Regions from separate parts of the Mus musculus genome. Here regions 1, 2, 3, 4 and 5 are each linked to region 6. A link is a contact called in public HiChIP or PLAC-seq and promoter capture Hi-C data. All regions are on one chromosome and are shown on one strand. Each heading gives the region's core, a stretch centred on a gene start, on an enhancer-like site or on the middle of the called end of the contact. The rest is flanking DNA. Distances are from core to core; before and after follow the strand shown. Region 1 overlaps Atxn7l1 (ataxin 7-like 1). Region 2 holds the start of Sntg2 (syntrophin, gamma 2). Region 3 holds the start of Tmem18 (transmembrane protein 18). Region 4 holds the start of Sypl (synaptophysin-like protein). Region 5 overlaps Gm40874 (a long non-coding RNA gene). Region 6 holds the start of Hbp1 (high mobility group box transcription factor 1).

Region 1 (4,285 bases), core at 171-2,670, 1.2 Mb before region 6:
TTGGGAGGTAAGGGAGAGGAACAGGGGTTCCATGTCATCTTCAGAGTCATAGAAAGTTCAAGTCCAGCTGGGGAACGTGTGAGATTCTGTCTCAATAAGCAAATAAAATCCGAAATCAAAAAAAGGACATCCTTGGCCACCCAGGTGTGGTGTCCCACCAGCTGGGACATCCCTCTTTCCTTTCACTGCTGCCTTCTGGTCAGATGGTGATTTTGCTGGAAACAGGCAAAAAGAAAAATACCCCTCAGCCTACTTTCAGTGTTCTTACAGAAAGGTTTGTTTAAAAGATGGCTGAAGCTCATGGATTTTTGCTCTGTCGTTGTTTAGTGAATGATCCCCATTCTCTGTGTCCTAAAACCATTATGATCTCTCCTGTGGACCACGTAGACCCACCTGGACAGATTTCCTTTGGGTCACATAACAGATCCGCTGGGCTGGGTGAAGAACCCACCCACGTGGCTGAGCAGTGAGGCTGGGTATCACTGGAATGAAGATCCGTCAGTGCTGTTACCAGAGTACCTACGCCCTAAATGGCTTAGGCTTCTCACAGACTAGCAGATAGATTCCAAGAAAGAAAGCAAACAGTAAGTGTTCCAGGAAATGTAGAAGTCAAGAGACCCACAGTGACCCAGCCTCCGATGTCACTTTTGTCATGTTCTAGTCACTAAGAGTGAGTCACACGGAACACTTTCCAACTCTGAGTCCAACGACATCATAAGCCAAGAAAAGGCAGGTGTACAGATCCTCGACCAAATTCTACCACAGCGCACTCAGTAACAGGATCAGACATCACCAAGCCATGGAATCCATCCTGGCAATGTGCCAGTGGTTCAACCTATGGAAAGCAGTCCAAGTAAAGCACTTTATTAGTAGAATGAATAACAAAACCATGCCACCGTATGGATGGATGCGGAAAGCGCACAGGACAAAAATCCAGCAACCTTCAAGAGAAGAACCACCATTCGCAAGGAGCAGATGGGGCTCTGCCCACATGAGGAAGGGGAGTTCTGAGAAGCCCACAGTGCAAAGCATACTTCACAGGGAAAGACGGAAAGCTTTCTCCTCAGAAACAGGCTTATGACAAGGATTCCACGCTCAACACTTCTGTGTAGTGTCACACTGGGGATTCTCCACAGGACAACCGGAAAGAAGAAAAGCAAGCCCACTTGTTGTAAACAACACTCATTGTCTTACACGCAGACAACCTTGCAAAGGAAGGAAATTCCTAAGTCTCCAAGTAGAGACACAACCAGCTGTATGTGTTTCTATGTCCTAGTCATGAGCAATCAGAAAGTGAAATTAAGATTCCATTGACCATTGCGATACAAACACAAGACACTTATGAATAAGTTTAACTCCAGTAGTGTGGTCTTGCCTGTGGAAACTGCACACACAGATGACAGAAATGAGGAACTGAAGGCCAGAACGCAAGCCTCTGACACCCACGCCTACATGGAAAGTTCTAGTGTCAGGACAGGGGCTACAATGTGGACTCTGAATGTGCCCCGGAGGCCCATGTATGTAATGAGGCACTACTGGGAAGGGAGTTAGAGGTATGCCCTGTCAGAAAATACTGGAACCTAGGTTTGTTTGCCTCCTAGCTGCCACAGGTGGCTAGCTGCAATGTTCTCACCCCACCCCCTAAAGCCCCATGATGAGCTGCCTCTTCACTGGCCCAAGAGTGACTAAGCATGGTTGACCCTCTCAAACCACAAGTCCATCTTATAAGTCGGCTACCGCAAGTAATTTTAACTCAGCGACGGAAAAACCACTAAAACAGCGGTCCAAGTGCCTCAACTGGCACACAGGTACAACATGGCCTCTCTGAGAATCTCAGCTGCCTTTGTTTTCTTCTTTCCGAAACTGCAAAATGACCCTGAAATCCATATAGAGATCCAATGGTCTTGTACTGTCTTAAGCCAGAACCACCCTGCAGCACCACATCACAGGAAAGCACAGATTTCCTAATCTCAAAAACTTTGCCTAAGACTAAACAAACAGATCACCAGGGTAGACTGAGTCCAGAAGCAAATCTTGTCAATGAGGAAAGTCATAACCTTTGACAATCGTGTTAGACAACTGGACAGACACAGGGAAAGGAACAGACTCAGGCCAGGGCCTCCTACCACCTACAGAAGCAACCGGACCTCAACACGAAGTGGTGATGGAAATGTGTGTGCTGCAGCCACAACACCTTTGGAAAAGAATACAGGTGTAAATGCAAAATGATGCATACATCACCAGCAGCAAAAGAAATAGTTGATCCCTGGGCAGGCACAGAAATAAAAAGCCCATGTGCTTCAGTGCACCTTCAAGAAGACAGGGCACAACCACACACAAAAAGTAAAATCACAGACAAAGAGAAACAGCCCAACCTGGCAAAGCACTTAAAAAGAATTTCAAAGAAGGCTGCTGCTTGTGCCAATGAGCAGAATGAAAGGCTGCAAGCATGGCTAGCTATTAGGGAAACAGAGATCAAAGTCACTGCGGGACTCTACCCCTCACCCACCAGGATGACCATGCTTTTTTAAAAAAAGGACTGGAGGCAGAGGCAGGAGGCAGAGGCAGATGGATTTCTGAGTTCGAGGCCAGCCTGGTCTACAAAGTGAGTTCCAGGACAGCCAGGGCTATACAGAGAAACCCTGTCTCAAAAACAAACAAACAAAACAACAACAACAACAACAAAAGGACAATAACAAATGATGGTAAGATGTGGAAAACGCATAGCTGGTGTGAATGGAGATCCAGGCAGTTGCTTTGGAAAAACCATCTGACAGTTGCTCAAAAAGTCAGAAAGATATGTTGCCGCAACCCAAAAATGTATGTCCACACAGAAACCCAAAGCAAACCAAAAGTCCGGTATGTAAGTATTTTATACTATAACTCATAATAGCTCAAAGGTGGGCATAACAAATATTCATCACCTGGTGTGTGGATAGCATGATATGATATATCCTACAATGGAATACTACTTACTTGAAATGAGGAACAAAGTACTGATACATACTACAACATAGAGGAACTTGAAACTATTCAGTGAATGAAACCACACATAAAAGGCCATATATTTTATAGGTCTATTTTTACAAAATGCCCAGAACAGAACAATCTACTGCCAGAGCCTAGTGGGATACTGGTAAGATTCTGGTAGTAATATCCTATTTCCTTGGAGGTAATAAAAATAAAAATGCTGTAGACTTAGATGATAGTATTCGTTGCATATTTTGGTGCTTATGACAACACACACACAATTTAATATTTTAAAGGGGCCAATTTTATGGTGAATAAATTATTTCTCAATAAAGCTAATCTTAAAATGCATACACACATAAAATGGAGTCCTAAGATTAACCCAGTGTCATAGAGAGGGAGGCTTGTTGCAAGTGTTCCTTGCAAGGGCACCTTTGAGGACCACTTATCTCATGCTCCTCGCCTGTCTGGACAGGTTACAGACAGCTGATTACATGTCTGAGTTTCCCTTTCTGATTCTCACATCTGAGAAGCAAAGGGCAGTGGTCATGATTATTTCCTGTCTCTTTGTAGCGGAATGATCCAACAAGATGCCTAGTACCCCTGAAAAACTGGCAAGTTACAATGTCTAGAGAACAGGTCCAGATGAGAAACAAGCAGAAAGCAGCAGCCGAGAGAGCTAAAAGCAGAGACAGGGTGATGTATGTAGTGCTGACCACAGGGTTAGATGTGGAGTACTGAGGAAGACCAGACTTGTATAGGTACTTTTAACCCTGAGAATAGGAGAAAGTGTATGGGCTGGCAAAATGGAAAGACCCAAGTTCCATCTCCTCTGAGCTGCGGAGTAGCTGCAAAATCTTAGCAAATTAGTATTTGTCTGCTCCTGCCTATGCAGCTGTTCACAGTGGAAAGATCAAAAGGCTGACGTATGTGAGGTACCTGGGAGAAAATAGCTGTTCAGTAAACGGCAGCTTTTATTACTGGCACTGTCTTGACAGCATAATTATTAACACAGGAGTCTTTGCTAGCGTCCACTGATGCCTAACACTGGCTCAGGAATCAGAGGTTCTATTTTCTTAGCTACTTGGGTCCTCTAGTCAAGACTGGGTAACTAACTATAAGTTTGTCGGAGAGTTAACAGGTTTTTTTTTTTTAAGAATCAAGAGTGGAATCTGATTGGGTATGGTAAATTAGCCTACAGAGCATTTGTAAAACCATCAAAGAATGAATATACCAACCAACTCACAACTAACCTACAGCTATGAAAAGACAACTCACAAGAGAATGTGTGTAAGGTTAACACTCGTGTGAAGAA
Region 2 (4,165 bases), core at 1,600-4,099, 1.6 Mb after region 6:
AAAAAAAATCTGATATGGAAGCATAAGCTTCCAACGGAGGGATGGGACTACAGTTTGGTTTTGAGTATCCCCCTTAGGCCCATGTGTCAAAGACAGGGTCCCTGGGGTGGCATTACAGAAGGTACTTTTAGCTATTAGTAGGCAGGCCTCATGGTTAGTCTTTTAGACATTTGCTGTGTCCCTCTGATGCAGACAATAGGACCAAGACCACTGACAGCCTCCTCTCCTTGCTTCAGAGAAATGGGGTGAGCATATCGTGTGGTTAATACTGACTATCTGCTTGGAAGAAAGCAGAACCACCTCTGGAAGACAAACTGTGGGTGTCACTGCTCCAGAGGCTGTGAGATCTGGGAGAATAAAGCCAATAAATGAGGTGGACTAAGGTCTCAATAGCCAACTTTATACAGAGCCCCAGACAATTTACACTCTGAGAGGAAAGAAAAGTCATGTGGGTAACATTCTCATGAATTCAAGCTGTATCCAGTCACAGGGACAAAGGTCATGTGGCAAAAAACCCATGTTTTCCCATAGAGGCATCAATATTTAATTGAGTTAGAGCAGCAAGACGTAATAAGTCATCTGCAGAGACTCACTGCTATCTACTACACCCAGAAGCACAGAAACACATCCCAGGAACAATTCCTTGTTTTGAAGAAACTGAGGTTGCCAGTCTCTTGTCTTATTTTCTTTGTGGTGCTCCCACAAGCACCCAGACTTCTCCTCACAGGAGACTCCATTCCTGGACTGCATTCTGACATCTGAGCATGTTAGTGAGGGAGTTTCCATATTGATTTAAGTGAGGTGGGAAGACCCGCTCTGAATGCGGCTTGCATCAGTGCACGCCGTGGAGTCGTGGACTGAATAAAAGGGAGCAATTTACTTGAGCACCGAGTATTCATCTCTTCCTTCTTCCCGACTGTAGGTGCAATGCACCAGCTTCACCCGGTTCTCAGTGCCGTGGCTTTCCTGTCACCATGGCTGTGTGAGACATTTACAGTGTTTCTGCTAACTGGAGGTAATAGTTAAGGAGACAGTGACTCACTTTGGGGAACATTCCGGAAACAACTCTACTTGCACCATGGAAACTTCTGAGTCAAACTGTAGGAAATTCACACCACATAGGCCTGCTCAGATTTTTTTTTTTTGGATGGTCAGTGTTTTACTGTTAACTTTTGTGAACTGGATCCCCACTGTTTTGGAAATGAAGTAGCAGAACTCTTACGAGCAACCCTAGCTCTTGATGCACAAAATCTGAGAAATTACAATTCAAGCCTGAACTGTATAGTTTCCCAAGGCAGCCCCGGTGCACGTCACCTATCCTGAATCAAGAAACAGAATGAGTACAGACAGGGCTCCAATGAGCACCAAGAAAGACACAGAATTCACCAAATTAATGATTAGCTTAGGTTTCAGCAAAGGATGCCCAAGTCGTTTTCTACTTGCAAAATTTGAACTAATATGCAGTCTACCAACTCTAACATGATGAATAACTACATGCTTGTCTCTCCTTCAGACTATGGGATGAGTCTTCCCTTTGTAAGAAGTCTATCTTTAGAGCTCTGATTTCTCAGAGATTGAACCCATCTACTTTGCAAGACGCAACCTCAAATGAGTTGCATGACCTCATTCTTATGCTAGGTTTTTCTACAAACAAAAATTGCTAAACATTTTTTTATCCAGTCATCTAAGGCTCGCTTTTTATACTGGGAAAGCATAAAAAGATGGTCATAACCCTCTTTGTCCATGAACCAAAGCCGCAGAATTGTAGGCAGGTGCTAAATAAGACTTGGGAATGTGGAAAGCTTTGCTCCTGTACTGCTGGGTCACAAGCCCAGGGCTGCTCAGGTTTTAGCTGTGCATGGTTTGTTTGTCCATTGTGGGCCATGAAAACCCCACATTAGACTGCCAGTCTTTCCTAATAGTGCAGCAGTAAAGATAAGCATCGCGGGGTGCTGTCCACTGGCACATACATGCCTGTGAGTGATGGGGCTGAGGTATAAGACCTGAAGAGGGAGGAAAATATGTTTGCTTTTTAGTTAAGTATTGGCAACCCTTGGGTGAGGGTGCAGACAGGCATAGACTTTTAGCCCAGACTAATTTTTATTTACATTTATACTAGTATGATATGAATCTATAAAACCCAATATCACTTTTATGACATTTCTTTTGTTACAAATTTGGTCAAATAAGAGACGTTCTTAACTGGGACTGGTGACTAAGCTGGAGCCCTTTGTGGGAGGCAGAGTGAAATTAGGGGTACAGATCCCAAGCTGCCCTCAGATGGGAACTGGAGCCTAAGCAGATGCCAAGAGAGGAAAAGACAGACATACAGGAATGGAGACCACTGAGGCTGAAGGACTTAGTATGTTCATATGCTCTCATTTTTCCCAGAAAGTGGGTCCTTAGGGTAGCCAGTCTAGGCTACTGTGTGGAAGTCCGGAGACACCAAAAGGACCCAAGGCTGTTGTCAGGACAAAGTACCACTACACTCAGAATCTAAGAAGCTTTGCCAGCAGAAGTGGCTACAGTGAAGGTATCACCAGAATCCACTGGTAATAGCTTCCTGGTCCCCCATGACCCAGGTGCCCGGTTAGCCTTCCAACCCTAAGGGATGCGCGCATCTGAGCTTGTTTCAGCTTTCTACTTTGCTGACCGAGGTGGGGGAAGTGATGGTCTCAGCAAGGAGGTGGCAACCAGCTCACAAACCAGTTCACCCCTCACTGACAGGAGGTGGAAGGGCAGAGCTGATGGGCGGGGTTACCGGGCATGAGGCGTGGCTTGATGGTAATGGGCGGGGCTTGGTGGGCGGTGAGCAGAGTAGTAGGGGCCGGGCTGCTGGGAGGTGGGCGGGGTTCCGTGCCTGCCCTGCTTGCTAGCGCAGTGGCTGCTGGCTCTGTCCGCCCCAGCCCGTCCACAGAGGGGCGCGGGCGCCGTGCTGGCGCTGGACTTAGGAGCTCCGGAGCCCGAAGCGCACGCCTAGCCGCGTGGGCGGCGATGAGCGCCGAGGGATCGCAGTCCCTGGCCGCCCCCCGCGGGCGTCCTAGTCACCTACTGGTGCCCGCGCGGGTGAGTGGGGTCCCCTGGAGGCCCTCTTCCTCAACCTCTGAGTCCCTTCAGTCTCCCTGCCTACCCTCCTCTCCCAGCGCCTCCTCCTTTCTTGAGTCCTTGTATCCCCCTTTCCGGGTGGCTCTTGTGGGCGGGGGTTGGCTCTGGGCCCTGGGCATAGTGGATAACACTAGCCCCTGGGCACCGCAATCTTGTCTTCCTTGCCTCACAGTTACAGCGTGCAGGTTTTTATTTTCTTATCTTTAACATCTGGGTCATGGGGCACAGGTGCTTTCCTTTACAGCGTGGTAACTAAGGCTTCCAGACCATGGGGTTTGGGCTCTGTCCAGTATTTCTTCCAAGGAGTGGTCTCTCTGGTCGTAGGCAGGGCTCTGGCAGCCACTCAGGCACTATGCAGGGCTTCTTGTTGTCCCCTTGATGAGGTGTGGTGCCAACTGCCTCTGTCTATCGCTTGGGCCACCAGCTCAGTATCGCCCAGAAACCAAGAGAATGCTGATGGGCCAACTTTGCAACATGTTTTTAAAAGTCTATTCTAGGTCCTACCCACCCACCCCCCTATTTTTAAAAGAAACGAAACTATTGATTGACAAAACCCTGAAATGTTGATTTAAACAAAAACGGAAAGTTCTTGGAAACCTTCAAGTTGCCACCCACACAGCTCAGCCAAGTGTTCTGGAGAGGGTGCAAGCCAGCAGCTGTTTATCATGGCCTTAGGAAGCTGTGTGCGTGTGTCCTGGGGTGCAGTCACGCCTCCTTTTTAACTTTGCTCAAGAGCCCAAGCCTTCAGCACTACAGGAGAATAAGGTCCTTTTAGGGTAACAAAGGTTTCTAAGACTGTAGGCTGGAGTGGCTGCTAACTGTCCAGTCACAAGGCTTCAGAAATAGCTAGTGCACAGTGGTATGTTTAATGTGTCAAGACCAGTGTATCTGCTTTGCAAACTGAACCATCCTACAGAGTCCCTCAACATCGTCCACATTTTGGGTGGAATGTGGTGGGATTTGGGTTTTTTGTTTGTTTTAATTATTTTTTAATACTTTGTAATGTGAGTAGTTACCCAAGTACAGCAGATGGGACTCATACCTTAGGAAATCCACTTAG
Region 3 (4,535 bases), core at 1,341-3,840, 1.4 Mb after region 6:
CCACTTAATAGGAATCAGAAAAAGATCAACACATCTGTGACATGCCAAGGGTCTTACCCAAACTCCCATGAAGCCGTTCTATCCTGGCAGGACCACCACCAGGATCCAGGTGCAAATCTCGGTCTTATCACCTCAGCATTTGTGAAGAGGAAGTAAGCAACTGCAGTGGTTTTTTATTCTCTGAGATTGTAATGAGCCATAAAGCATACAGAGCACACAGCAGTGTCTGGGGTTCCCCAAGAACTCCTAGGGTTATCCCTCTCCAAACTGCAAGTGCATGCATTGTCCTTAATCTTAAGAAGTTGATCCATCTTTCAAGGTCCTTCCCCCGAGACTGCCGTGCACACTAGCTCTGCACCAAGTTCTCAACCTGGCCCTCTCACCTGCTCACCCCTATGCCTCTCCACTCTGCCTGCAGAACTCAGGCTCCTCCATATAGTCCCATGTACAGACCTCAGTTCTTATCAAAAGAATCATTACAACTGGCACCAGGACAATTAGAAAGCTTCTATGGTTAACTACTGAATCCCAAGTGTCCCCAAGGAAGCCATGCTAAGTTTAGGAGTCTATTTTGCTTACCAGTGTAACCCCAAAATTTCTCAGGTAAAATATTCCAAATGAAGAATGGACACCTTTCTGTTGTAAGCTCACATTTCCTGCCTCTCGGTTCCCTGGTTAACTGTCTAAAATCAGCTTTTCCACTCATCAAGAAAACTCTCCCCACCCTTCCAGTGTCCACAAAAATCAAGTATTTACCCTGTAACCACTCAGTTTGGGACACTTTGCTCCTGGGGATTGTGGTATCTGACCTATGAGCCAGCTTCCTTCCCATGTCCCACCCTGTATTTTGGGGGCTCTGAACACTTATTTTCACTGGGGCCAGACCTCACACCTAGGCCAGTCAGCTGTTACTCATCTTTTCTTCCTGACATTTTACTTTGTATCCTTCTGACCCAACTGAGGGGCCCAAAATAGTGAATGTCCCCATTTGGCCAAGTACCAGAACTTTTACTGTGTGCCTGTTTCTGTGCAATAAAGACTCTATCTTTCTCCATTTCACGTACCTAATTAATCCCTACATAGAATTCCTAAAGCCATTATCTTTAAAAATAACCAAAAGTAATATTATATGCATAGTCTGATTTCCAGAGCAGGCAGTATGGGACTAACCCCAGCAAGAAAACATCTACATGAGAGATAAATTGCACTGAACTCAAAGCAGGAATTATCTGTGTAAGAGTCAGCATAAGAGAATCAACATCTTAGTGTACAGATGTTTGGCATCCTTAGTGACCAACCTAGAACATGTCCAAAGATTACTTCATGATCTCCATATAGAAATGAAGGCTTGGGAAACGCTGTGAAAACACAACGCAAACAAACCCAGGGGCAGTATCGCAGCAATGAGAGTGAGCAGAGGGATTCAAGGTTCTCCTACTCACCCAGACACAGGAAGTGCCCGATCTGTAGCTTATACCTCTGTGAGGAGAAGCAAGTGAGAAGGAGGCACAGCAGGTGGAAGGCAAGGAGTCCTAGGAGCCACGGCTCTGTCCAGTCTGTCTCCTGTGAGGAGATAGCGTTAGAAACCTGGAGGGCAGCGAAACGAAACTGCTTTCCTGTGGGGAGTGGGAGCTACTGGTCCCTTCCATTGAGTTTGGGGGTCTTCCATTGGTGTTTGTATACAACCAGAACTCTCAGACAAGCAGGAGCAAGCGAGAGGAAACAGCGATGCCTCAATTGCAAACACAGTCACAGATTTTTATATAAAGATTTTAAAGTCTGAGCACACAGGATGGAAACTACTGTCCACTTGCCTCTTTGGACTGGGTGAAATCTAGAGGGTTATTATCAACTAAACTAACGAGCTAAGTAAAGTCATGTTAACTTGGAATGTGTGAAGCTGCGTACACCAAGCTCCTCTGTGCATGGAGGTCTGGAAATGAGAGCCATCCTAACCTGCAGAGCTGACTGTCCCTGACACTTCTGCACCATGCAGCCGGCTAGTGTGCTTTGGGGTCTTAAGTACAGTCCCCAAGGCTCCAATCTTTCTGATTCTGTCTCCAACTAATATTAAGTTCCTAGTCCCGACTTCTTAGAGCTTCCCATGCCATTTTCCAAGGGCACGGCTCCGCAAGGCAAGACCAGCTCCTCTATCTGGAGCCCTAAAGCTCTTGGGGACAGCTTGAAGTCCAGTTACTGGGTAACGCTCATCTCTTCTGTGCCACATCGGAAAGACAGCGCACTTGAGAGTCTCTCCAGACACTGGCAGGGAAGTCAATGTATGGCGCTAAGACGCCACCGGGGTGAACACTGGTGTTGGGGACTCAGAGGACGGCCGGTGCGCACCCGGGAGCTGCCCCATCCAGCGGAGCAGGGAGCGGCTTCAGGCAGCCCGCCCGCCCCTGCGCAGTTCTCGCAAGAACTAGCAAACCCCACCAAACGCCGGCGCCACTTAGAGCCTGCGAGTTACCATGATCACCGCAGGGATGCTGACTGGGAAGGATCGGACTGAGTATGCGGACGACATCGCGCCAGGGATCCCAACAGCCGGGACGAGTCCGCAGCTTCCGACAGCCGGGAAAGGCGCTTAGACTTCTCGCGAGATCTACGGGTACGAACCTGGCGCTTGGCTCTTCTCGCGAGAGTTCTGACTTTTTTTTTTTTTTTTTTTTTAAAAGAGCGTCCAACTTTCGTTATTGCAGTAGTGCATTTCTGTAAGAAGTGTCAACGTGCTCACCTAGTTCTGTTTCTTCCAGACTGCCCAGAAAGCGGAGGGTTCGTGGGTTCCACAGATGCAGCCGGCGGCTGGGGAGAGTTTGCCAGGGTCCGATGGCATCCTTGCTCCAGTAGCCCGCCAGGCAGCCGGCAGGAATCCCACTTCTACCCCAGTGGGATAAGGACACCAACCCACCCACAAAACTTTTCACCTCAAATTTGTCTTGCCTAAAAGAAATGCAGGCACAAAGATGAAGCAGAGACTGGAGGAATGGCCAACCAATAACCAGCCCAACTTGAGACCCATCCTATGGGCAAGCACCAATCCCTGACACTATTAATGATACCCTGCTATGCTTGGGGACAGGAGTCTAGCATAGCTGTCCTCTGAGAGGCTCCAGCCAGCAGCTGACTGAGACAGATGCAGAGACCCACAGCCAAACACTGGACTGAGGTCGGAGACTTTTATGGAAGAGTTGGGGGAAGGATTGAAGGTCTTTAAGGGGCTGGGAACCCCACATGAGGGCCAAAAGAGTAACTAACCTGGACCTCTGGGAACTCTCAGAAACTGAGCTGCCAACCAAAGAACACACATGGGATGGACCAAGGCCCCTGAAACATAAACAGCAAAGGCGCAGCTCAGTCTCCATGTGCACACACACACACACACACACACACACACACACACACACACACACACACACAACTGGGGCAGAGGCTCTCCTAAAGCTGTAGCCTGACTGTGGTATCCATAGCCCAACAGGCCTCAGTGGGAGAGGATGTGACTAATCTGGCAGAGACTTGATGCACCAGGGTTGGGGGAATACCCAGTGGGGGCTCACCCTCTCAGAGGAGATAGGGAAGGTGGGAAAGGGTCTCTGTGAGGGGTGACCTGAAGGGGGTAGCGTTTGGGATGTAAATAAAATGAAATAAAAAGTCCCAGGATGAATATAGTGTCAGGTCTCACCATGCTGGATAGATAGCAGCTGAATCCTATAATCCACACAGCCCTTACCCAGAGAAATGGGCTGCCAATGGTGTCTGTACCACAGGATTCCTGTCCCACGAAACCGAGATAGACATTCCATCAATAGGACATAGTGAAGCAGCCCTATCCAGTAGACTGGTGCATATGGTATCTGCCCCCAAGGCCAGCAATGAATATACAGTCAGTACTTGCAGATGTAGGATGGGCACAGTATTCTTCCCCTTGGCCATTCACATCCTAACTCATTGATCTAGAATAGACAAAGATAGTGGTGTTTCTATGGATCTATGGGATAAACATGGCCCTAGTAACCTTGTGTGGCTGGCGATGCTATCCCAATTCTGGGGTGGTAGATTGCTCAAGGGTGACATAACACTGGACAGTTTGGAGTATCCACGATCATGCAGACTGAGCCATCTTACTTTTACACATGTTATTGGAGAAGGGGCAGGCCATGGAATATGAACTGGTAATGCATTGTTTAATGGTTTTAAGTCAATCCACAGGAGGCTGTTAAACACAATTAGTTCATGTGTGAAGTTCTCCTAACTGCTCGTGTAAACAGTGAGGACCCAGGATTCTAAGTCTTTATGTCAGAACATAAACCTGTGCACACGTGCATGGCCTCTGTCATATGATCAGGGCTTGCTCTTTCCCTTGGTGGTGTGATCACTGATGCCATAGCCACCTCCACTAGTCTGAACAGTGACAGTCATAGTCTGTCTTCTTCACCGTTTAATGGGCTCTGATGTAGTAGTCCAATATCCTCCATCCATTTAGCATTGCCCAACCTAAGGCTTCCTCCTCTCTCCCAGAGGCACGCCCAGGCTGT
Region 4 (4,468 bases), core at 556-3,055, 1.0 Mb before region 6:
TATTCTATAGCTTGTACACATAGGACCAGTTTTTCATGACTACCCTCAGAAGGAACAAGGGCTTTGAACTTGTTATAATCATTTAGAACCATACTTTTGCCCAGTATGTTCATCCAAGCAAAAACCTACTTACATAGGCTGCTTCAACTTTTCCTCCCACTAACAGGACTCTATTTGCCTAGAAAGCCAATCCCTAGCTCACTAGTACTCACTCTTCAAATATTCTTCCATCTATAAAGTCTTCCCCAATGATGCTTTCCTGTCTAACCTACTACTTTACAAGTATCTCTAACACACAATTTACCATATGGCATTTTTATAGTCTCCATTACATCCTTGAATGATCATGAGAAAAAGAGTTTGATTCACATCTGTAAGCTGGCATTTAGCACAGTGCTGGTATATGCTACCTACTCAAATATTTGTTGGGTAAATACTCACTACACCATTAACACTCTATAGTCTTACTACAAACTTACTGCCTGTGTAATAAAAGGTTTTCAAACTCAAAGTATTATTTTAAGAAACTTAAAGATAATTTCAGCACACAACAAAATTACTCCTACTTTAAAATATTCAAGAAAAGATATAAGCTGCCTCTTACTTAAGTGAAAATCTAAATTATTAAACTGAATTGTAACATTCAATGAGACTAAATGTAAGGTTCATTCTTAACACACATTTCTTTGATTTCTCCCCTATGACTTTTGGAATTAAAATAACAACCTTCTTCTAAACTTAGGGTTGCACAGAAAGTCACGTGTCTTTTGCCAGTTGCAAGAGCAGCATTTCAGTTTTCACAAAATTGAAGGCATAAAGTGTAAATACAAAAATCAGAGCGAGCAGTCATCAGTCATCGGAGAACTTCAAGCTCTTCGTTAAAACACACGCACGAAACCGGAGAGTTCTTATTTTTCACCCTCAACATGAACTGTGAAGGAATTAAACGTTATCGGCTACGAAACACTACCTGACTGCACACGGGGCAAATAAATGCCAAGTGCTTACATTAACTCTTCAAGTCAGCACCCAACTATAGTGGGCCGCTAAGTTTGAAGGAAAATCGCAGAGCTTGATAAACTAGCTGCACGTGACAAGGTCTAACTTGTAAGTCTCCTTTGATGTTAATGATTGCTTGGCAGGAAAGGGCAGAAAGCTGACTTTCCAAGCAGGATGTTGCTATAAACAATCTCGACGTCCAGGCCAGGCGTTAAATGGGCCGACAATTTAATGCGTCGGGGCAAGGGCTTTGCCTCGGCTTCTCTGACACACACTATTTTTAACAGGAGCCCATACCCGCCGCCAGCGAAGGGCGCAACCCAGGTCTAGCCTCGCCCGCGGAAGCCGCGGGCCTCCGGGCGGTCGGTATCAGTTGGACCGCAGCAGGAAATCCTGTCTTCCTTTGCGGATGGCAGTGGAGCCTGAGAAAAAAAAGCGAGCGAGCTTCCACGCCTCCGCGGCTAGGGGCGGCCGGGAGAAGCCGCCCACACCGGCGACTCGACTCGACGCCGGCCGCCATCTCCGCCCCGCGGCCTTCGAGCGTGGGGGACTCCCTCACGACCGCGTCCCCGCCTCCCGGCAAGGCGCCCCGCGCTGGACCGGGCGAGGTCGGCGTCGCAAGCTGCACTCACCCACTCGAGGATCTTGATGAAGCCGAGCGGCTCCTTGAGCGGGTTGAGGTTGATCTGGAAGGCGGACATCCTCTGAGGGAAAGGAGGGAAGAGAGTCAGGACGCGGGGCGGAGGAGGGGAGCGGCGAGACCGGAGCGACTCCGCGGCGAGAGCGGGAGGCGGAGCCGGCGGGGCTGGGGGCGGGGCCGGAGGGGTGGGGACGAAGGGGCATCGGGGCGGGACGGCCTGGCCTTTAAGGCGGGGCCGGGCGGCCGTTGAGTCCGCGCCCAGGAGACAGAGAGGGCGAGCCGAGACCAGGCCGAGGAGGGACTGGGAAGGGCTGGCTCCTCCCCCGGCCGCACCTGACTCAGCCGGCTGAACCGCTGACGAACCATGTTGGCTTTGGAAGCCATGCGTGTGCCGCGCCCCCTTCCCCAAAGCCTAGCTCTGTCTCTAACGCGCACGCGCGCTCCCTAGGCCCCAGACTCTTTTCCGGCCTTTGCGAGCGCGCGACGGGGGTGGGTGGGGTCGGGGGACAGCTGCGCCTGCGCAGCACGGCCCTCCACCTCGGTGGCGTTCTGGTTGCTATGCCCTTTTGTGGCTGTGACTGCCCGCCCTCACAACGGCCCGTTTTCTTCCCAGTGCTCTGAACTTTTGGGCAAATGTGTCAAGTGTGTACACAGACAAAGCCTCACTTCAAAGCTCGTGTTCAGGGCCCTTAAAGTCATAGTTATTGCAAAACTGCGGCCGTCTGGCGAACCTGCCTTATGTAAGGGTGCTTGAACGTATGATTCACCAAACATTTCCGCAGACATCGCAAAGTTGTTGGAGCCAGAGTAGGAGAAAGACCACCCATTTGAGATCATGGCTTGACAGGTCTCACAGGACAACTCATCTCTCCACCTCTATCCCCGTTTGGCGAGGCCTGTATTTCGTGCCGTTTTTTTTTGGGGGGGGGCGGGGGAGTGGGGGGGGGTCAAGTTAACTCATCTTTCATGATTTGTCTTAGGGAACACTCCCTCCTGCCACCAGAATGGGACCAATCTAGACATCTCTTCTCTGGCTTCCTTGTGCCTGGCCTTTTTTGGAGGGTTGGGATAGTGGCCTGTCTTCATGCATGGTGAGATAACACCAACATCGAAGGAAGATCTTTGCCACAGAGGATCCTAGTTCCAGCTCCCAGGTACTTATTTATATTTCCTAAATGTCAGTGGAGTATTCCATTAGAACTGACCACTACCCATGAACAGTTACTACCAAGCTAACACTTCCTCCTTCCTTCACTCTTATTTCCGTGTATTCCACTCAGCATTTCTCTTTAAGTCTTAAAAAAAAAAAGTTATTTTCTGCTGAGACCTGTTGGATAGGAACCCACAAGTAAATCACTTAGCTGTGCTTCAAAGGAAAAAGTATTCAAAGTAGAATTATACAAAATAGCCAAAAATATATTCAATGTAATTTCAAAATGAAATAGATGCTAACAGGATGGGATAATGCTCATCTTGCAACTTTATAGAGCTGAGAGGTCTGAAACAATTTGTACTCCCATGGTTTGTTCCTGTAGTCCTGTCACCAGGCAGCTGGCTGAGGTTTGCTTGACTGCACAGTTGGATAGGAATTGTGGGAAGGATAGGCAGGGGAAGCAAGTGAGGAGCTGGTCTCTTGTAGCCTTCATTTCTGTCAGGCAGCAGTGAGTGGTGGCTGAATCCCGACAGAAGCAGCAGCAAGTGGCACCCTCTAGTGTTGCAGCCCTCATAACTCAACCTTACAAATGTTCCGGTTTGTAAGTCTAGAACACTGGGGTTCCTCAACCCTTGGCAGCTCTTGGCCCAGGATGAGACCTTTGGCCCTGAAGGCTTAACAGCTATCTGGAGCTCTTGTGGTGCCAGGGCCTGCCCTTGCTCTTCTCTGGCTGATTATAAGGTTTTATCCGTTAGTCTTGGCTCTCTACCTCAGCTGCTAGGACTGTTCACTTCTGCCGCCTTAGACACAGGGTACCTGCTACTTCTGTGTGTGCCATTTTGCCGCCACTGCTTTCCAGTCTCTGCTGCTTTCTGTTCTGTGTCATCTTATCCTGCACTACTAAAAGTAGGCAAGACCACCTAAGAGCAGTTGTGTGTGTGTGTGTGTGTGGGGGGGGGGGGGTAAGGCTGCAATACCAGAGGAGCTTACAACACCAGAGTATCCTGACTCAGCACACTGAGTGAGCCTGAACGTCCTCTGATGTAGCCTAAGGACTATACCTACCAACACTGGACAAGCACAACTGTTTGTTTTAAATAAATTATACCCAACACTCTGAGCTAATCACAGATTTGTCTCTTAACGCTAGACCCCCTGTACTCACTGATAAGTGGATATTAGCCCAGAAACTTAGTATACCCGAGATATAAGATACAATTTGCTAAACACATGAAACTCAAGAAGAATGAAGACTGAAGTGAGGACACTATGCCCCTCCTCAGAATTGGGAACAAAACACCCATGGAAGGAGTTACAGAGACAAAGTTTGGAGCTGAGACGAAAGGATGGACTATCTAGAGACTGCCATATCCAGGGATCCAGCCCATAATCAGCTTCCAAACGCTGACACCATTGCATACACTAGCAAGATTTTATCGAAAGGACCCAGATGTAGCTGTCTCTTGTGAGACTATGCCGGGGCCTAGCAAACACAGAAGTGGATGCTCACAGTCAGCTATTGGATGGATCACAGGGCCCCCAATGGAGGAGCTAGAGAAAGTACCCAAGGCGCTAAAGGGATCTGCAGCCCTATAGGTGGAACAACATTATGAACTAACCAGTACCCCGGAGCTCTTGACTCTAGCTGCATATGTATCAAAAGATGGCCTAGTCGG
Region 5 (4,177 bases), core at 1,107-3,606, 1.1 Mb before region 6:
AGACCTCAGGGCGCCGAGCCTGGGCTGCCCCTCTTCCTCCAGCATTTGTGTGGCCCACGGATGCCAAGCCCACTGGCCCAGCCAGCAGCTGCTTTCACTCTCCTCAAAGCTTCCACGCTATAGGGCAGACTAGCAATCCAAGCCCTTTCCCTTTGTCCAGGGCCCCCGGAGTTAGCATTTTATTAGACGTGTCCCCACTGTTCACAGGAATGGACGGAATCTCTGCTCCTGGGGCGCCTGACTTTGTGGTCACCCATACTGAGCATCCCATTCTGGCTCTCCTGACTCCTTCCCTGAAGTTGCTGTCTACTAGAACCAACCCCGAGCCTCCAACCAGAGCAACTTCTTGTCTGTCTGACAGAACATTAAGGGAAAACTGGTTCATTCTACTCAAGAGAATGAAATCTTCAGCCTTGGTAGAGACAAGCTACTCAAGACAGGAAAAAAAAAAGTGAATTCAGTCAGTGAGGTCGATCATCTGGCTAAGGGGCTGCCTCTAGGGAAGCAGGCCCACTTTAAGCCAGGCTAAATCGATAGGTGGAGTAGTTAAAGAGATGCTGCACTTTCTATCCCAGAATTCCCTCCTATGAGTACAATCCCCAGTGGGAAGCCGTGAGGTTTGGTTGGATCTGTCCACCTTTCTAGCAACCCGTTTTTTTTGTTTTATTTTTTTTTTCTTTACTCTGTCTCTTGGTTTTTGTTTGCTTGCTTGCTTGTCTTTAATGTTGTCTGGTACTTTGGGCTTCCTTATTCTACAGCCTTCCTCCTTGCCACGTGGCTGTGTGTCTGCTGCATCTGACCTCCAAGCCAGTGTAACTGAAACAGTGTGGCCTTTTCCTTCTCTTCTCCATCCTCCTCCTCTGTGTAGCCACCTACATTCACTGCCTGCGTGCCCTGGGGGTTAACTTTTAAACACTACTGACATTGTCCTAGAGATTGTTTGAGTCTGATCATGAGACTTGAACCTCCAGGGGATTCTGATGTCCAGGTGTCAGCTGGCACCCCAACAGGACTCCTTTGGGCTCCATCCCCTCCTTTCACAAGAGTCGGCTTCTGCACTTGCTGCTTTACTTTGGATAGACTTTGGCTTTGTTTAACTTTCAAACTCTTTCCTGCCTTTTAATTCTTTAATTGGTGGAGAAAGCAAATCAGGTTCCTGCACCTTAGATGGCATCACAGGTATCAGCTTCAAGGATTCTGGAGTGGGGTTTCAGAAAAGGGTTCCATTGGCCTTAGTACCTTCAATTCACTTAAAGATGAGAGGACCCCAACCATGTCTGAAACATGGCCTCACCTTGGGTGCCCTGAGGTATGTCTAAATGCTGAGTTTGACACTAGGGGAGAGACACCTTCTTTTACCTTTGTCTCCTGGCCCTTTCCTTGCCTCCAAAGCTTCCTGTTTAAACTTGAAGTCCTGTGTTCAGGATGAGTGGGATTCCTTCCTGAAATGATCTATAGAATGTCTGTTCATTCCCCTGAACTGCTTCTCCCAGCCTCATACTGACTGCAGATTGTTCCATGTAATACAGAAAATATTCACTTATACACTTCCTGTTTTCTTTTTCTTTCTTTGAGAGAAGGACTCTCTGCATAGCCCAGGTGAGTCTCAAACTCAGGTTTCTCCTGCTTCTGCTTCTTGAATGCTGGGATTCTTGGCATTGCCACCATTCCTGGCTAAGCCACTTGTTTTCCTAAATGATGAGACTCTCTCTGTGACTCTTTCTTTGGAGGATTTTCTCTAAATAAGCTCTTCTCATTACAGGAAGACGGATTGGCTATCCTCCAAAGGTAGAACATAGGAAATCATGTTGGCTCTGCCATCCGAGGCCAGGTGTAGATCTGTTTGAGGAGGAGGGGTGTAGGCTCAATAGAACTTGCAGGAGGTGAAGGATGTGGTTGCTGTCTCCAAACCATCCCGCTCTGGCCAAGCTGGGGTTATACTTCTTAGCCCTCCCCATAAGTGCTAGGCCAAAGGGCCAGAAATATATGAGATCATATCGTGGCTCTGCTGTGTGTCTTTGGGTGGGTTACCCACCTGTCTGTGTTTCTGTTTCTTTGTTGATTAGAGAGGAAGAATAAAAGCTGTGTCTCTGGGTACAGGTTAAGTTAAAATTAGTATGAGCTGCTTCATGTGGTACCCACACATAGCAATTTCTTAATCAGTGACCAGCTGATCGTCTGAAGCCTGCAATGCCTGAGGAGGCTAGTATTAGGAAAGTGGGTATTTACTAGCAGTGTTGCCATGGAGATGAGAATCACTTGGGAAACACAGAATTCTTTGCAGAAATTAGGGAGAGTCCCTCTCTTATCTCAGTTCTGGGAAATGATGCTTAACGGTGATGAATGGTGATCTCATGGATGTGAGGACGTCCTCCAAGTATAATGTAGGAGAGCCTTTACTCGGGGCCTCATGCTGTAGGTGGCTCAATGTCACTTCCTTAGGTCATTGTTGATTTCCTGGATTCATATCCTATCTCACCATTCTCCTGGTCCTGGTTAAGAATGCAAACTCCTGAGCCACAAAGTCAGAGGCCAGCCTGGTCTACCTAGTGAGCTCCGGGATAGCCAGGGCGATGTGAAGAGATACTGTCTCCCTTCTCCCTGCCACCAAAAGAATGCAAAGTCCTTTGTAGGCACACAAAAATGATATCTTGAAGCTATGCATGGTGGCACCCACCTGAAATCCCAGACTTGACTGCTGAGTTTGAGGCCAGCTTAGGTTACAGTGTGAGACTCTGTCTCAAAGGGGGAAAAAAGTGTTGAATAAGAGGGGGAGGGGAAAAAAGAGAAAAATGAATGAAAACAGAGAAGCTTAGCACTCCCCTTGACGCTTAGCACTCCCCTTGACAAGGATGGAAGAGGCCCTCGGGCCTAACAACACCCACATGATTAAGGCTGCGCCAGCCACATCAGAGGCAGAAGCAGAGAGGCAGAGAGGCAGAGAGAGGCAGAGAGGCAGAGAGAGAGGCAGAGAGGCAGAGAGGCAGAGAGAGAGGCAGAGAGGCAGAGAGAGAGGCAGAGAGGCAGAGAGAGGCAGAGAGGCAGAGAGAGAGGCAGAGAGAGGCAGAGAGAGAGGCAGAGAGAGAGGCAGAGAGGCAGAGAGGCAGAGGCAGATCTCTTTGAGTTTGAGGCCATACTGGTCTACAGAGTGAGTTCCAGGACAGCCAGGGCAACACAGAGAAACCCTGTCTAGAAAAACAAACTAACAACAATAAAAGAGGAGGGGAGAAAAAAAAACAAAATGACCATTTAAAATCTTTTGTATCTTTCCTCTCAAATCCTCTTTTTCCCAATAAAGCCTAAGTGGCAGAGCAATCTGACATCATCTGGGTCAGTGGCAACTGAGTTCCTATACAGTGCTCTCCAGGCTACCGCAGACCAAGAGCAGCTATTGTCCTAGGGCTGCCAGGGCTCCCCTTAGTAACATTCACATGGGCCAGCAAGATGATTCAAGGAGTGAGAGTGCATGTCACAGAAGCCTGATGACCCACATAAAGTTGGAAGGAGAGAACTGACTATACAAAGTCACCCTCTGACCTATACATGCCCTCTGTGACACATATACTATCTACACACACACACACACACACACACACACACATTGATGATGATGATGATGATAAATTTAAAATAAAATTTAAAAAACACACACAAAAAAATCTGCAGCCTCCATGCAATGATCAAAAGTGATCAACAGGAACTAGAGAAACAGCTCACTTGGTGAAATTTGACCCTCAGCATCTGTGTAAAAAGCCATGTGGGTGATGTGTTCTTATAATAGCAATGGGAAGTAGGTGGGGACAAGCAGATCAAGACAGTCTAACTTAATGGGCAAGCCCTGGATCCGAGGAGAGATTCAGTACCAAGAAAGAAGGTGACAGCTCCTGGGAAGGAGCAGCACTTGTGGTTGCCCTCGCATCCTCGGGCCACACACACACACACACACACACACACACACACACACACACACACACACGAAACTCCCCCCCCCCAACACACACACCACACAGGCACAAACACATGCATGCAAAGTGAGTAGACACAAAAAGACTTGTACAAGAAAGTCGAGTGCAGTTTTAGACCAAACAACCCCCATGCCCACCCATCAACAGGAAATGGTAGACAAATCTTGGTATGTTGATACAAAGGAAGATTACAGCTGTTACAGAAAGCAAAT
Region 6 (4,530 bases), core at 583-3,082:
TAAGTTATGGGTCTTGCTGGAATTCCACTACAGAAGTACCACAAACACGAAATGAGTGAAGCACGGTCATGCTTTTTGGGATCACTCTACAGTATCTGAAAGTTGTACACTAGGGTCTTACTTTTTTACTCGGGGGTGGGGGTCAGGCATTTTGGGAGGGTTTTCCTCTGGATTATTTTGAGGAAAACAATGCTTGTGAACAGAATATTTGTGAGCAGAGTATCAATCCCTGCTCACTTGGGCCGGCTATTTTAGAAATAGTTTCCACTTCAAGAGTCCAAAAGCAGAACTCAAAGGAATTTGAAACCTTGTTTCAACCATGTACCAGTAAATCTTTTGTTTACTGGTTTTGTTCTGTAGCTTTCAGGTCTAGAAATGCGGGCAGTTTTGAAAGATGACCTCGAGCTCTTCCCTAAATTGACTTGAGCAGAATTCGTACTCCTTTCTTTCTCAATTTCAGCACATTTCTAGTAATAGGAAGAAATAAAACCTAATCCATACCCTACATGATTAAACACTTCATGTTCAAAGAAAAAAAGCTCAATAATGCCTATAGTAATGCTTATAATGTGAATAGTAAAAATGCCAATTACAGACTGACTGCACCCAGATGCTATGAGCAACCTCCTTTAAAAGGAAGCAACTAACACAGAAAAGCCATTCCCCACTTTTGGTAACTCCCTTAGAAAAATCAGGAGGAACTTCTAGTAGAAACAGAGTGGAAAGGCAGTTTTCTGTCTGAACGCTTAGGGAGGGAGAGACAGTTAAAAATATTCACCAAAGACACAAGTAACCTAGCAACTAACTTCGGACAAATACAGTCTATCTACACTCCTCTGTATTAATTTAAAAGAAAATGTAGGCCAATAAGGAAACATCGCTTCGAATGCCTCAAATTCAAAGCAATAGTCCAGTACTCTAAACAGCTGTATAAATTCTTGAGTCCGATACTGTCTCATTCTTAAACCCTACAGTACATGGCACTTGGCTGTGTCTCAACTAATTCTGGTCAAACTGGACACTGGTAAATCTTCCCCAGTTGTTGTTGGCGGCGTATTGAGTCAAGGGCTGGTTAAGTTTAAAAAAAAAAAAAAAAAAAAATCTGTCTAGCTCATCTGCTAAGGGAGGGCAGTACTGAATCAACTTTTGTAATCCCCAACGTGCTTGGGCCGTGATTTGTAAGTGATCAAGTCCCTGGCTAGCCTGCACTGCTTCCGCTTGTGCAGTCATCTTCTTCCCCTCGCACTAAAACAATACCTTGGCCACCAGCCAAACTTTGAGCAGCAAGCGACTCTGCTGTTTATGGCCTGGAATGGGTGCTGAAATACCCAACCAAGGACGCTCTAGGCCCTCTGGGAGGCCTAAAGGAAGAGAGGTGGCCCTGGCTTTAAAACACTCCTATCCTCCGCCCCCTCCCTTTTGTCTCAGACACCAAAACAAACGAGCTGATACACGTGTCCCTATGACTCTTGTTTACTATCAAGACTGCGTTGTGCGCGTACCTCTGGGATATGTAGTTCAGTCAGCTCCTCCCCCCCGGTAATTTCCTCAGCTAAGGAGCAAGGCTGAGACTACTAACCCACAATCCACTTCGATAGCAAAGTTTGGCTCCCGTCCCCCGTGTCTCGGCAGCAATCCAATCCAAAGCGCTTTCTGTAGTGATTGACAAGCCACCTTCTCCAGTAAACACAAGAGAAAAGTCAATACATGCCCGCCCACCGAGACGGACTACGGCACTTTCCAATGGAAAGGCGGAACCTTAGAGTGGCAGTTCTTCAGACCAATTAAAGACGAGAAAGGTGGACGAAGGCTCAGCCCCCCGGGGGCTTCAGGGGAGGGGGAAGACGAAGCTTGAAAGACTTGGTAATGGCGACGGGTTTGGTAAGTAGGAAAGTTTCGGCTGAGGAGTAAACGCGGCGGTGGGAGTCGCGGCGCGCCACAGAGAGGTGGGCAGCCGTCGGGAAACGCGCAGGCAAGCAGCTGGCGACGCTGTCGCGACAGACGGCCTGCGTCCTGACTCTGTGTGGTCGCGGGGTTTCTGAGGGGTGGGGGGTGGGCAAGGGAGGGGCTGGAGCTTCGGGGCCGGGCAGCGGCCGCGAGAGCGGAGACCCTTGGGACTCTGGGCACTGGATCCCCTGCGCGGAACCCGCCGTCCGGGCCTCCCGGGAGCTCTCCGAGCCTGGACGGCCGCGGCTCCCAGGACTCGGGGTGGTGGGGGTGGCGGAGCTCGGGGCTCGGTGGCGCTCGCGGTGGGGGCCGGCGGGGAAGGGGCCGGGGCAGGGGAGGGGCCTGGCGCTCCGGAGGGCTCCGGAAAGTTTGCCTCGCCACTCCCCGCTGCGGGGGCCGAGGGCGGACGCCGGCCGCGAGCTCCAGCGGGCCGGGGGCTCCGGGGAGGCGAAGCTGCCTCCGGGGCCCGGGCCGGGCGGGGGAGCTCGCGGAGCCGTCGGGCCCGGGGCTCATTGTTACGCAGTTCGAATGAATGGGCTCCGAGGCGCCTGCGCGGTGCGCGGTGGGGCTGCGCTAAGGGGGAAAAACAAGCCTGGCGTCCAGGCTGCGGTCACATGATGGGGGGGAGGGGAGGAAGCGATGAATGGCGAAAGAGGTGGGGGTGGACTTGGCCGGCTCCGGGAGGCGCTGCTCGGCCTGACCCGGCGACTAGGCCCGCGGGCGAGGCCCGGCTCCTCCCTCTGCAGGCCGATTTAAACAAAACAAAAAGGAGTTGGGGCGCAGCCGGCTTCCCGAGCCTCGCTTTCGCGTGCTCCCGGCGCTGAGCGCTCCGGAGTTCACTCCCTGGGACTTCTCAGCCGGCGAAGGCACTGACAGCTGGGCGGGACACGGTTCCTGGCACTTTGTACCTGCTGGGGGGGACTCAGTTGGGCTTAAGGGAGCTTTATTCTCTAGGGAGAGGGGCGGGGGTTTAGGATGGGTTACAGTCGAAGAATGATTTTAGCAATTATAAATACTTAAGTAGTTACAGCGGTGATTTGGAGCCGTAATTTTGTGTTTTGGTTCCGGTGTTTCACCTCTCCCTTTAACCCCAGCTTTGTCGAACCAAGAGTATTGGGGGAAGTGGAGTTACATTGAAAAAAGAAAACTTAAGACAAGTTTTCGAGATACCTTAGGCTTTTGAACATTACTTCAACTCGACTAGTAAATTTCAGAACCTTTTTAAATTTTTTTCTATTATAGCTCCCAGTTTAGTTTTATAAACCTATTTATCTTTTCTTCCTGGGAAAGCCCTTCCTTTGTTAACTTCCCTGACTTAAATACAAGGATGCCCTCTCAGTGTTTTTTTTTTTTTTTGTCATACATTTCTCAAGTGAACTTGAAAGGCAGTTTGTTCCGCTCTTAATATACCGTCAGATTATCACTATTGTATTTTATCTTTAGACTCTGGGCCTGAAGGTTCTTTGTGTGCACCACAATCTGGTCTGTGTATCGGCTGGAAATAAAGATGTCAGTACTCTCTTACAAGTTCTCCTGTTATTCCCCAACTGCTAATAAAACAACGGCAGATGGTTTCTGTGTTTTAAATTTCACATGTGTACAAGAAGGGGAAAACAAATCTCATAATTCAGAAAATTTGAATCATTTCAATTGTTACTACCCAAAGTCAGTAATAATTCCGTGTACTTTCATATTTTGTTCTGCATTTACTTTACTCCTGGTCATACTTTATATTACATTTTCATTATGGAAGTTAGAATTTTTTAAACCCATACCTGGTCTGTAACCCCAGCACTTGGGAGGTATAAGCAGAAAAATGGGTCATGACCTTGGACACATACTGAGTTCCAGACCAGCCAGGGCTACTTGAAAAAAAGAGTGAAATTTAAAATTTAACCTTATTAGAGCATTTTTTTTTTTTTACTTTTTTTGGTTACTTCAGTGTGTGTGTGTGTGTGTGTGTGTGTGTGTGTGTGTGAGAGAGAGAGAGAGAGAGAGAGAGAGAGAAGACAGATGGCATAGTCTTCATTGAACTACCTGTCCTGAAGAGTCTGATGTCTAATCCAGGCTGGCCTTGAATTCCTGTCAGTCTTCCATCCTTAGCAATCCTTGAAAATAAAAAGCTATTAACGCTGCTATAGAAATGCTGCCTTGCTTGTTTGGTGATCTGTAACTCACTGTATAGACAGGCTGGACTAGAACTCACAGTGATCTTCCTGCCTCTGCCTCCTGAGTGCTAAGCCCACCAGGTCTGAACAAAAAAAAGAAGAGGCTGTTTTACAGGTTGTCGTAATATGAAAATGTCCAGGATTGTAATTAAGTTTAGGAGAGTATTTTCTGTCATATAAACATTTCATTTAAACATTGATTTATTTTTTTATTTTATGCGTGTGAAGGTTTTGTCGTCTTGTCTGTCTCTGTAGTACATGGCCTGCAGTACCCAAGGAGGCCAGAAGAGGTAGTGGGAGCTACCATCTGAAACTGAAGTTTACAGACCATAGTTAGCTGATGTGGGTGGGTGCTGGGAATTGAACCCACGGCCCCTGAAAAAGGAATCAACTAGCCCTTAAATCTTCAAAATGA

The links. Promoter capture Hi-C pulls out the DNA fragments that hold promoters and counts their contacts. HiChIP or PLAC-seq counts read pairs in DNA pulled down with a chosen protein or histone mark.
Region 1: a contact with region 6 is called in an H3K27ac HiChIP or PLAC-seq map of bone marrow-derived dendritic cells, with 6 times the contacts expected there. The contact joins the enhancer-like site here to the promoter of Hbp1 in region 6. A contact is called at or near these places in 3 of 39 promoter capture datasets (hippocampal neurons and liver) and 1 of 115 datasets of contacts at active chromatin or transcription factors (bone marrow-derived dendritic cells).
Region 2: a promoter capture Hi-C map of liver shows a contact between it and region 6, with 4 times the contacts expected there. The contact joins the promoter of Sntg2 here to the promoter of Hbp1 in region 6. A contact is called at or near these places in 2 of 39 promoter capture datasets (both in liver).
Region 3: an H3K27ac HiChIP or PLAC-seq map of extraembryonic endoderm stem cells shows a contact between it and region 6, with 9 times the contacts expected there. The contact joins the promoter of Tmem18 here to the promoter of Hbp1 in region 6. A contact is called at or near these places in 1 of 39 promoter capture datasets (the C10 cell line), 1 of 484 Hi-C or Micro-C datasets (muscle stem cells) and 2 of 115 datasets of contacts at active chromatin or transcription factors (astrocytes and extraembryonic endoderm stem cells).
Region 4: a contact with region 6 is called in a promoter capture Hi-C map of liver, with 5 times the contacts expected there. The contact joins the promoter of Sypl here to the promoter of Hbp1 in region 6. A contact is called at or near these places in 6 of 39 promoter capture datasets (the C10 cell line, the HPC-7 cell line, hippocampal neurons and 2 more), 5 of 484 Hi-C or Micro-C datasets (LSK cells, embryonic stem cells, nephron progenitors and 1 more), 6 of 115 datasets of contacts at active chromatin or transcription factors (the 230-238 cell line, astrocytes, cardiomyocytes and 3 more) and 1 of 9 other capture datasets (liver).
Region 5: a promoter capture Hi-C map of liver shows a contact between it and region 6, with 3 times the contacts expected there. The contact joins the enhancer-like site here to the promoter of Hbp1 in region 6. A contact is called at or near these places in 7 of 39 promoter capture datasets (the C10 cell line, cranial neural crest, hippocampal neurons and 2 more) and 2 of 115 datasets of contacts at active chromatin or transcription factors (embryonic stem cells and stem cell-derived neural progenitor cells).

Annotation. Positions count from the first base shown.
Region 1 is chr12:33,167,401-33,171,685 of GRCm38.p6, reverse strand. All of the region lies in intron 2 of Atxn7l1 (ataxin 7-like 1), which reads right to left. Among named protein-coding and RNA genes, the nearest start is that of F730043M19Rik, 22 kb to the right of the region's middle. Within about 2 kb of position 1,420, at least 79 of the 459 cell types and tissues checked have an H3K27ac peak or open chromatin away from gene starts, as enhancers often do. A contact at or near this core is called in bone marrow-derived dendritic cells, where this site is marked.
Region 2 is chr12:30,372,059-30,376,223 of GRCm38.p6, reverse strand. It overlaps Sntg2 (syntrophin, gamma 2), which reads left to right and starts at 2,849. Exons shown (of 17, transcript NM_172951.3): 1 at 2,849-3,066. The coding sequence starts at 2,995.
Region 3 is chr12:30,582,498-30,587,032 of GRCm38.p6, reverse strand. It overlaps Tmem18 (transmembrane protein 18), which reads right to left and starts at 2,590. Exons shown (of 5, transcript NM_172049.2): 1 at 2,471-2,590; 2 at 1,443-1,563. The coding sequence starts at 2,527.
Region 4 is chr12:32,951,523-32,955,990 of GRCm38.p6, reverse strand. It overlaps Sypl (synaptophysin-like protein), which reads right to left and starts at 1,805. Exons shown (of 5, transcript NM_198710.3): 1 at 1,632-1,805. The coding sequence starts at 1,700. 4933406C10Rik (RIKEN cDNA 4933406C10 gene) reads left to right here and starts at 2,202. Exons shown (of 6, transcript NR_044986.1): 1 at 2,202-2,486; 2 at 2,620-2,793.
Region 5 is chr12:32,998,665-33,002,841 of GRCm38.p6, reverse strand. All of the region lies in intron 2 of Gm40874 (a long non-coding RNA gene), which reads right to left. It also overlaps the pseudogene Gm24922. Among named protein-coding and RNA genes, the nearest start is that of Gm40874, 4.7 kb to the right of the region's middle. Within about 2 kb of position 2,356, at least 27 of the 459 cell types and tissues checked have an H3K27ac peak or open chromatin away from gene starts, as enhancers often do.
Region 6 is chr12:31,947,547-31,952,076 of GRCm38.p6, reverse strand. Hbp1 (high mobility group box transcription factor 1) reads left to right here and starts at 1,832. Exons shown (of 11, transcript NM_153198.3): 1 at 1,832-1,881. The coding sequence starts at 1,867.